Linked DNA regions of Zea mays: region 1 is linked to region 2. A link is a contact called in public Hi-C data. All regions are on one chromosome and are shown on one strand. The core of a region is the stretch at or near the end of the contact, and the rest is flanking DNA. Distances in the headings are between cores, read along the strand shown.

Region 1 (4,439 bases), core at 601-3,100, 140 kb after region 2:
TTGTCCGCCTTGGGGAACAGCGTGGCCACCATGAGCGCGCCGGCGGCGTCCAGCCACTGCAGCCTGTCGGCGTCGCCCAGGGCGCAGCCGGGGGGCTCGTAGAAGAAGTCGGCCTGCTCGCCGGTGGCGCGGTCCCAGACGCCGACGCCGTACTCGTTGAGCCGGCCCTTGCAGCTGGCGAACACGCTCGCGTCCTGGTCGAAGGCCAGCGCGCCGGCGGTGAAGGACTTGGCCTGCCGGTCGTGCGCGACGCGGAAGCGGTGGCGGAGCTCGCCGGAGGCCGCGGAGAAGGCGGCCATGCCGCCGTCGCGCTTGCCGAGCCGCTCCCGGGCCGCGACCAGCAGCGTGGCGGCGTCGAGGTATGCCGCGTCGTTGACCTGCGAGTGGTCGAGCGACACCGGCCGGCGCTCGTCGAGCATCCAGTTGTACACGCGCACGGCGCCGCCGTGCGCCACGCAGCACCCGCCGTCGGGGGCGGCGCGGATGGCCGTGCCGTCCCCGGGGGCGCGCCCCGGCACGGACGCGGCGAGGCGGAGGCGGTCGCCGTCGAACGCGCCCCACCGCGCGGCGCGCACGTGGTCGAGGAGGCCGTAGTAGAGCGCCTCCCGGTAGAGCAGCTTCTCCGGGAGGTGCGGGGGCACGTGGAGGCTGCCCGTGCGGAGCAGGTCCAGCAGCACCGCGAAGCAGGCCGGGTTGCGGTCGATGAAGTACTCGGCCACCCCGCCGCCGCCGCCGCCCGAGGAGGAGACGTTCCAGGACGAGTCGAGCAGCGCGCCGAGCATGGAGTCCCGACCGGCGTTGGCCAGCGTCGTGGTGGTCGTCTCGAACACCTGCCCGCCCACGTTGAACCGCACGCGGCCGCCGGCCGCCATCGTCGGCGCGCTCGCCAAGGAACCGATCTTTACAGCATCTCCGCTTTGAGCAGCATCCAGAGCCCAGTGTCGTGTAGATAGATCCGGGCGGCGATTGCCGGAGGGGGTCGAATTGTCGAGCTGCCTCCGCTGCGCTGTATCGGGCGGTTGGGGAGACGGTGGATTGCGCCAATTACTAGTGCACGCGTTTGTACGAGGTCGCGGCGTGTATACTACGATACGAGCGAGTATCAACAGGTTGGTTGGATTGGATGGCTGCCTCTGCTGGATTTATGGCGTAACGGCAGGGCGGAGGCGTAGACGAGGGAGAGGAGAGCTAGCGAGCGAGGCAGGTAGCAGGCGATGTGGCGGTGTCGCTTTGACGTGAAGACGGCGCTTGATTGGAAGGAGAAGGAGAAGGACAAGGCAAAAAAAAATCCCCAGTCGCCAGCGCAACGGCGGGGTCGGGTTTCTAGCAGTGTCGCCCGTCCCAACCCCCGTTTTGGGGGGACCGTGCTACGCTGCGTGCAGTCAACGATTCTGAACAAGGAAGGTGTGGAGGTCGTCATATGAGCCGCCCACTCATCTATCACACCGCCGGGCGCCGGCCTTTTAGTGTTAGCTGCAACCGTGCAACCGCCCGAACATGGCTACTGACTGGTAGGCGCGCAAACTCGCACACACAGGACAGGACTGACTTCACTTCACGTCGTCGTACACTCGCAGAGCATCGTGCGTGCCGCCGGGTGCCCGACCCCTTGCGCTCGCGGTCGGTCTCCGTGCTCCGATGTCCGGCTGCAAGTCAAGCCTGTCCTCTCCAATCATCGGCGCAGGCGCATCTTCAGGGTTCCTCAATCCTGCTCGTTCGCGGTCGCAGGCGGGGCACGGCAGTCCTTGTGCTTGTCGGTCGGGGACTCCAGGAAACGGCGCTGGCGGTCTGTTGTGGTTGTTGGGTTGGGGGCTCGCATCTCGGAGCTCAGCATTGTCAAGCGGACACGCACGTACATACTTCGATCCTTGCATGACAATGGGTTAAATATCGAGTTACTACTAGTTTAGTCCTAAATCACCGAAAGAGTCGAACTTTACAAAACTAACTAAATATATGTATAAATATGTATAATATAAAATAAATATCATTAAATCAATACCAAATATATTTTTTTGTAATAAACATGCTATGAGATATATCTTCATAACACTTTCTATAATAAATATAGACATACTTCAAAAGTGATATATTCATAACATTTTATAAACTTATTAAAAAATAACTTCTTAAAATGTGATACTAGGACGGAAGAATAAGATTCAGTAAAAACTGGAAGCCTTACTAAGTCCAGATAGTCAGAGTCCGAGAGCACCAGAATAAACGATAGATTAGGACCTCTTTGCCATGGCTTTTTGGTCAGATCCGCCTCTACCAAACAGTCACGAAAAAACGACTTTTCGTGGAGAGCCCACTAAAAGTTACGGACAATGAAATTATGTTAGATATTATTCCCTCCCTTCTAAATTATAAATTGTTCTATTTTTTAGAGAGTCAAACTATCTTATATATTAATTAAATTTATATAATAAAATAATAACATTTATGATACTCAATAAATACTATTAGATTTATTGTTAGCTATATTTTTACAGTTATATCTATTTGGTGCCATAAATCTTTATAATTCTCTTTATAATTTTGATCAACCTTAAGATGCATTAACTTCTTTACAAAAATAAATAACATATAATATAAAACAGAAGAAGTACAAAGAAACAGAGGAAGTACAAACTCAGACTACTTTTCTTCTGAAACATTCGCTTCATAACAGGAGCATACTTTTGTTTGCCAGAAGATAAGTCGAAATGCATTACGATTTGGCACAAAAGCTTTAAGCAGAGCAAAAGCATCAAATCCATTTTTGCCAGAGGCACAACCGTTGGCAACGAGATTCTAAAAAGAAAAGTAAGACCAAACATTATAGCTCCTATTGAGAGTTTAAAGGCCTGTTTGGACGCTGGCGTCTAGCGCCACACCCCGCCTAAGGTACGGCGGCTGATTCGGCCGCCATAACTGCGACGCGCGAAGTGTGGTGCGGCGTGGTGCCAGCGGCGGTGATCCAAACACGCCAAGACTGCTACAACTACGAGCCGACTCATGATGCCCAAATTGCCAAAGCGCTAAGCTGGTAAAACGGTCCAGGCAATATAAAGCATACATGGCATGTCCCATGCCAGCAACTTGAGACTTTAGACTGCAAGGGCGGAACGCCCCTAAGATGATGAGCTGCATAGCTTCTGAGCAACTAGTTGCGGCTCTTTCTTCTGCGCTTCTTTCTGGTAGTAGTTTTAGCAGAACCCTTCTCCTCTGATGACTCACCTTCATTCTCCTCTAGCTTCCTTTTGGTTGAAAGACCATTGGTCTTGGATCCATCGTTACCTTCGCTGGATTTCACTTCATCTTTTGAATTCTTGTCTTCACTACCAGCATCATCTTTTGAGTTGTCGGTGCTATCAGGTTCATCCTTGCTGCTTGCCTTGACAACAGCATTCTGAGCTTTTCCAGTAGTAGATCGAGAGTGCCTTGCACCTTCCTTCTTGGAGTTATTGCCAGTCTTAGGTGTCACTTGAGTATCCTTCTCAACACTTTTTCCCTTCAGTCTGGCTGGAGTCACAGAGCTATCAGCATTTGGCATATTATTGCTGTCGTGCATGCCTTTTGGACGCCCTCTCTTCTTGGGAGGATTCTTAACATCACTGCCATTGTGCATAATAGTAGTTTCACATAAGCTACTGTGTGTACAATGTATCAAGATAGCACATCCATAATAGTAAAAAACTTACCTTTGAGGTGTTCCTGTTTTCCCTCCTTTCATTTGTGGACCCGAGCTCCCCTTAGCTTTTCTGCCACGTGGCCTGATTTACAAGAAACAACTCATAATTTAACAAATGAAACCTTTGCCATCAAGTTATGACCTAAACAATGAACAGGAGTGAAGTATCAAGTAACATTGACATAGAACTGGGAGAGGGGAGGGGGGATGAACAGAAGAATCGAAGTTCATGAATCAGGATAGGAAGTAACTCCACAGATGTAAAGAAGAAGACACGCTAGGAATAAATCAACTTCAGAATTTCCAATTGGTGGTTACCACCAAATAGCAAAATTATAGCTAGACAATCAAACAGATCAAAGGCATGCTAGACAGGTTAAGTTGGAGATAAGGACAGAGACAAAAGCACGTAGAAGAATTCACATAAAAGCTCAAATGACGAAAAACATTGGTTGTTTGAAAAATCAAGCGTGTGCATGACACCGCTGCTTTGTTTTTTTTTTGGAGTTTTGAAACTAGTAACCTATTAAGTGTAAAAGGCTGCTTCTAGCAACTTAGGCAGAAGCCAGTTCTTAATACGAGAGAGGGGAAACTGCAGTTGTGCACACAATCACATTATATTGTTTAATGTTCTGGAATAATTATAATTCACTCAAAACACAGAGCATACAGAAGGCGCAAAGTAGAGTTTTTTTCTTACATATTAGATACCGCATCAGGATCAGTGTCTTGTTCCTGCAGGATGCCAAATGAATCAGAAAAA
Region 2 (3,959 bases), core at 810-3,309:
ATTCTACGTGCATTGTGATTATTTACACATGTTCAGTTGTATTCTCAAAGGGAAACATTCAGGTTTCATAGTATGTCCTTTTGATATTGTTCAGAATTTGGAATATTTGTCTTACCTCTGTTTCCCACCTGATCAGTTCTGTGCCGCGATGTCGAGGAACGTGGTGGCCTCGTTGCTGATCGAGGAGCCGCCGCCGGCGAGGTCGGAGAGGGAGCGGATGGTGATGAAGGGGGCGTCGTGCTGGTGAGCGAAGAGGGCCACGACGTCGCTCTTCATCTCCACGAGGTGCCTTCAGGCTGCGTGTTGCAAGATATCCCCAATGGCTGCAAGGTACAACACAGCAATTACTCTATCTCTTGTTCTTGGAAGATTTCAAGTAGGTTTTATGTTTAGTTGTCTAGCAAATCCTTGCAGTGAATTTCCTATCGTGGCCCATGTATACCAGTATGCATGACTTTGGTACTTTTTCAGAAATGCCCATATATAGTGGGGTTGTATTGTTAGACAAAGCATAGCATTGGTGACAGCGCATCACATTTAGGATGTCTTTGTATACGTTCATGAAACTTCAAACCCAAAACTAATGTCTTCTATAGAACATTGAAGACAAGAGTTGTGTCCAGATTAATGTATGCTTTACTACCCATACCTTCCTAAGGTAATTGACTCTAATTTTTTGGAGATGGAGCTGAGAGATATACACAGCGACAGAAAAGATGGAGGAGCATGCCATGTTGTTGGGCACACTCATTTCTGTTGGGATTTTGTGGTTGATGAGATAAGTACCGATGTGTCCATTTCTAATATCAAGATGCATTATGATTATTCTAACCCTAACTATATAAAATTCATCTGATGCAGGTATTTGCAAGCTCGTTGGCGTACCCTTGAGAAAGAAAACATCGGATGAACGGCGAAGGCTGGCTGCCATTTTGTGTATATCGTGATGGTTTCAACCCTGAAATATATCTGTCATTGTGGTTAGACTACTACAAAAAGAATATAGATGCTTACTGAAACAATCATAATTCAACTAACAGTCACACATACATGCAGATAGAGTCAAACACACTCTGCCACTAACCAAAAAATAACAAGGCTACTCACTTTGCAAAAAAAGAGATAAAGAATAACAAGGCTACTCTACGAAGGACGTGTGAGTAATGAGTAAGGACAATGATGATAGTACTGCTTCCTTAGGATATAACTCATGCTCGCTCCTCATTATATCACTTTGCCAGTTTACTTTATTTTTTGGTGTATGCTTTTTTAGCATTAGACACGTAGTATGCTATGTTAGGCTTGTTTACTTTATTTTATTATTGCAGTTTGAGTACCTATGTCATGATTTTATTTGATGTTATGTTCTGGTAATTCATCTTCAGGGTTATGTTGTGTACCTTGTCCGTGTGAGACGTGGTGGTAGGAAGAGGCTTTTGCCCAAGTGTATTGTCTATGGCAAGCCAAAGCACCAGGGTATCACCCAACTCAAGTTGCAGAGGTACAAGAGGTATGTCGCTGAGGAGAGAGCTATACACAAGCTTGGTGGACTGAGGGTTCTTATGTCATGAAATAAAGTATGCCATGAACTTTTTGCAATTTGACTGTATTATCAGACAATGAATGGTTAGTGATAAAATGTTGCCTGCTGTTGTGGACTACATGATTGGTTAGTGATCAAAAAAGGGAGTTTGTATATCAATGTATTTTATCATATTAATCACTATTCATATAATGTTGTTCTTTGCCTCTCACATGCGTGGGTTGTTGGTTGACCCGCCTAACATCGTAGCTCACGTCCGTTGCCTCCCGACCCTTGCGCCGCACTCTCCCTTGCACGGCGCCGCCGCTATCGTCGTCCCCAGATTTGTGCTCTTCTTCCCTGTCCAGCCGATACACCCTCCCCTCTGCTCCCTTCCTTCAACAGTATTACATGTTCCCGTTGCAACGCACAGACACTCACCTAATAATTTTATAATTAATTTTTGCTAGCTAGCCGCGGAAGATGCTCTCGTTCTCCCAGATCTCGTTCCCCTCCCCCTTTCATTTCACCCGGGTCCAGACCGCACGACACACGCGAGGCGCGACGCCAGCACGAGCCACCCAAGTCAGAGACAGAAATCACCAAGTGTCTCTCTACTTCTCTACCTTGCCTAGCCAAAATCTACTGCCGACCACCACCGCGGCAGGCACACGGAGCACCCTCCACTCCACCGACCAATACCAGCGGCAGTAAATTCCGAGGCCGAGCAGCCGCTGCCGAGCCTCGAGGCTCCCTTCTCGCTTCCTTCACCCGCCTACTCCTCCTAGGGTTTCCTCCCGCCTCGCTGGCGTGCCGCCTCCCCTCGCCATTGCCGCGGGGCGTTCCGCCGCTCGTGGGACCCGCATCGAGACTCGAGAGCTGTTCGTGCTGATTCCCGCGGAGCCTTGTGGCTGCGACTCTGCGGCGTCGGGTGGAGAGGTTTTGACGCCCGTGGGGGTTTGGATCGAGGGCCCGGAGCTGTGTCTCCGCAATGCCGGGCTGGTCTGGCGGCGATTGCTAGGGTTTTCTGGTCGGATTTCGGTGGAAGAGCTGAGGTTTTGCTTCGAGTGCGGGAGCTGCCTGCAACCCCCCCCCCCCCCCCCCCCCCCCCCCCCCCCCCCCCCCCTGGCCCGAGCTCGGTGTTTCCGCAGCAATGCCTAGCCGATTTTAGCTCGCTCTGGGGTTCCGAAGGGCGAAGGGGCTGTCGGGCGGTTCGAGATTGCAAGGAGTCGGTGGCTCGGCCCAATGTCCGGGGCAAGCGCGAGGGGGCGGCTGTCGCCAGCGTCCGGCGGCGCCGGGGACTCCGAACCGCGGTCCGCGGGGGGCAGGACGCGCTCGGTGTCCGCTACCCGCGGCCGGAAGCCCTCGCCGAGGCCCGGGAGGGATGCCGCCGCGGCGGCAGGGGCGACAGAGGAGAGGAAACCCGCCGCCGTGCCCACATTGCTGCCCTCGCTCAGCGCGCCCGCGGGGATGCGTCGGCAGGAGCTGCTGCTGCGCTCGGGTCTGTCTCTCGACGCGTCCTGCTCCTCGGACGCGTCCACGGACTCGTTCTGCAGCCGAGCATCCACAGGCCGGATTGGGAGGCCGGCGTTTGGGGCTAGGAAGAAGAAGACCCTCTCTCAGACTGATTACAAGCCTGTTTCCATGCTGGAAAGGGAGGGTGGATTGGCTTATCAGACCGATGCTGCTGGTGTCAAGAGGAGGTGCGCATGGGTGACAGCAAATACTGGTGCGTGCTTCTGGTTTTGCTTGCATGTTTTAGCATTTGATGTAGGGGTAACCTGCAATTAGTCCAGCATAACACTTTGCACTGATTCAATAGTTATTCTGGTGTAAACAGAGAAGCTAAATTTTGGGTCTATAATGGCCAACTAAAGGTCTATCTCTCAGTAAGATAGAGTCCAGAATGCTAGTTGACTTAAGCTTGGGCTTTGCATAGTGGGAACTGGGAGCTATGTCAACTGTTTATGATTGGGAGCATTACAGTCTTCAGTTCTCCTATGAGTATTATTCTGAGATCATAAAATCGGTTTTAAGAATGCTGTTTCTGTATGTCTACATTGCAATCTCTATGTTGTTTTGCACTGAACCAGTTCATTTTGGAGCAGAGATTTGAACGACCTGGAGGTATAGAATTGTGTTACAGTTTTTTCCCATTAGATTCATGCTCTACAGTTTTTATTTATTCAGGAATTAGAAAGTTTGCCTAAAAACACCCAAAATGGAAGGCGAGAATGTTATGCACCAAGGATCCTTGCTAACCTGTAGTTTGATAATGAAAACCACTGAAATTGAGTCTGCTGTTGAGGGTTACAAATTTAGTCAAGGTAGAGGATATTTGTTATCCTTCTGCCCAATAATAGACATGTTGAAATGAACTAGATGATATCTTTATTTGTAGGTTGTGTTAGCTTAATCTGCCCCTCATATATTACTC

What was found. Hi-C and Micro-C count contacts between places; a contact is called where the count stands out from the background.
Region 1: a contact with region 2 is called in a Hi-C map of leaf, with 5 times the contacts expected there. The contact joins the promoter of LOC103641816 here to the promoter of LOC103641812 in region 2. A contact is called at or near these places in 4 of 25 Hi-C or Micro-C datasets (bundle sheath, ear, leaf and 1 more).

The regions. Positions count from the first base shown.
Region 1 is chr10:131,064,589-131,069,027 of Zm-B73-REFERENCE-NAM-5.0, forward strand. It overlaps LOC103641816 (BTB/POZ domain-containing protein At2g24240), which reads right to left and starts at 1,851. Exons shown (of 1, transcript XM_008665143.4): 1 at 1-1,851. The coding sequence starts at 872. It overlaps LOC103641817 (enolase-phosphatase E1), which reads right to left. Exons shown (of 16, transcript XM_035963502.1): 14 at 4,377-4,411; 15 at 3,687-3,758; 16 at 2,570-3,599. The coding sequence ends at 3,149.
Region 2 is chr10:130,921,173-130,925,131 of Zm-B73-REFERENCE-NAM-5.0, forward strand. LOC103641812 (DNA glycosylase superfamily protein) reads left to right here and starts at 2,060. Exons shown (of 5, transcript XM_008665141.4): 1 at 2,060-3,251. The coding sequence starts at 2,768.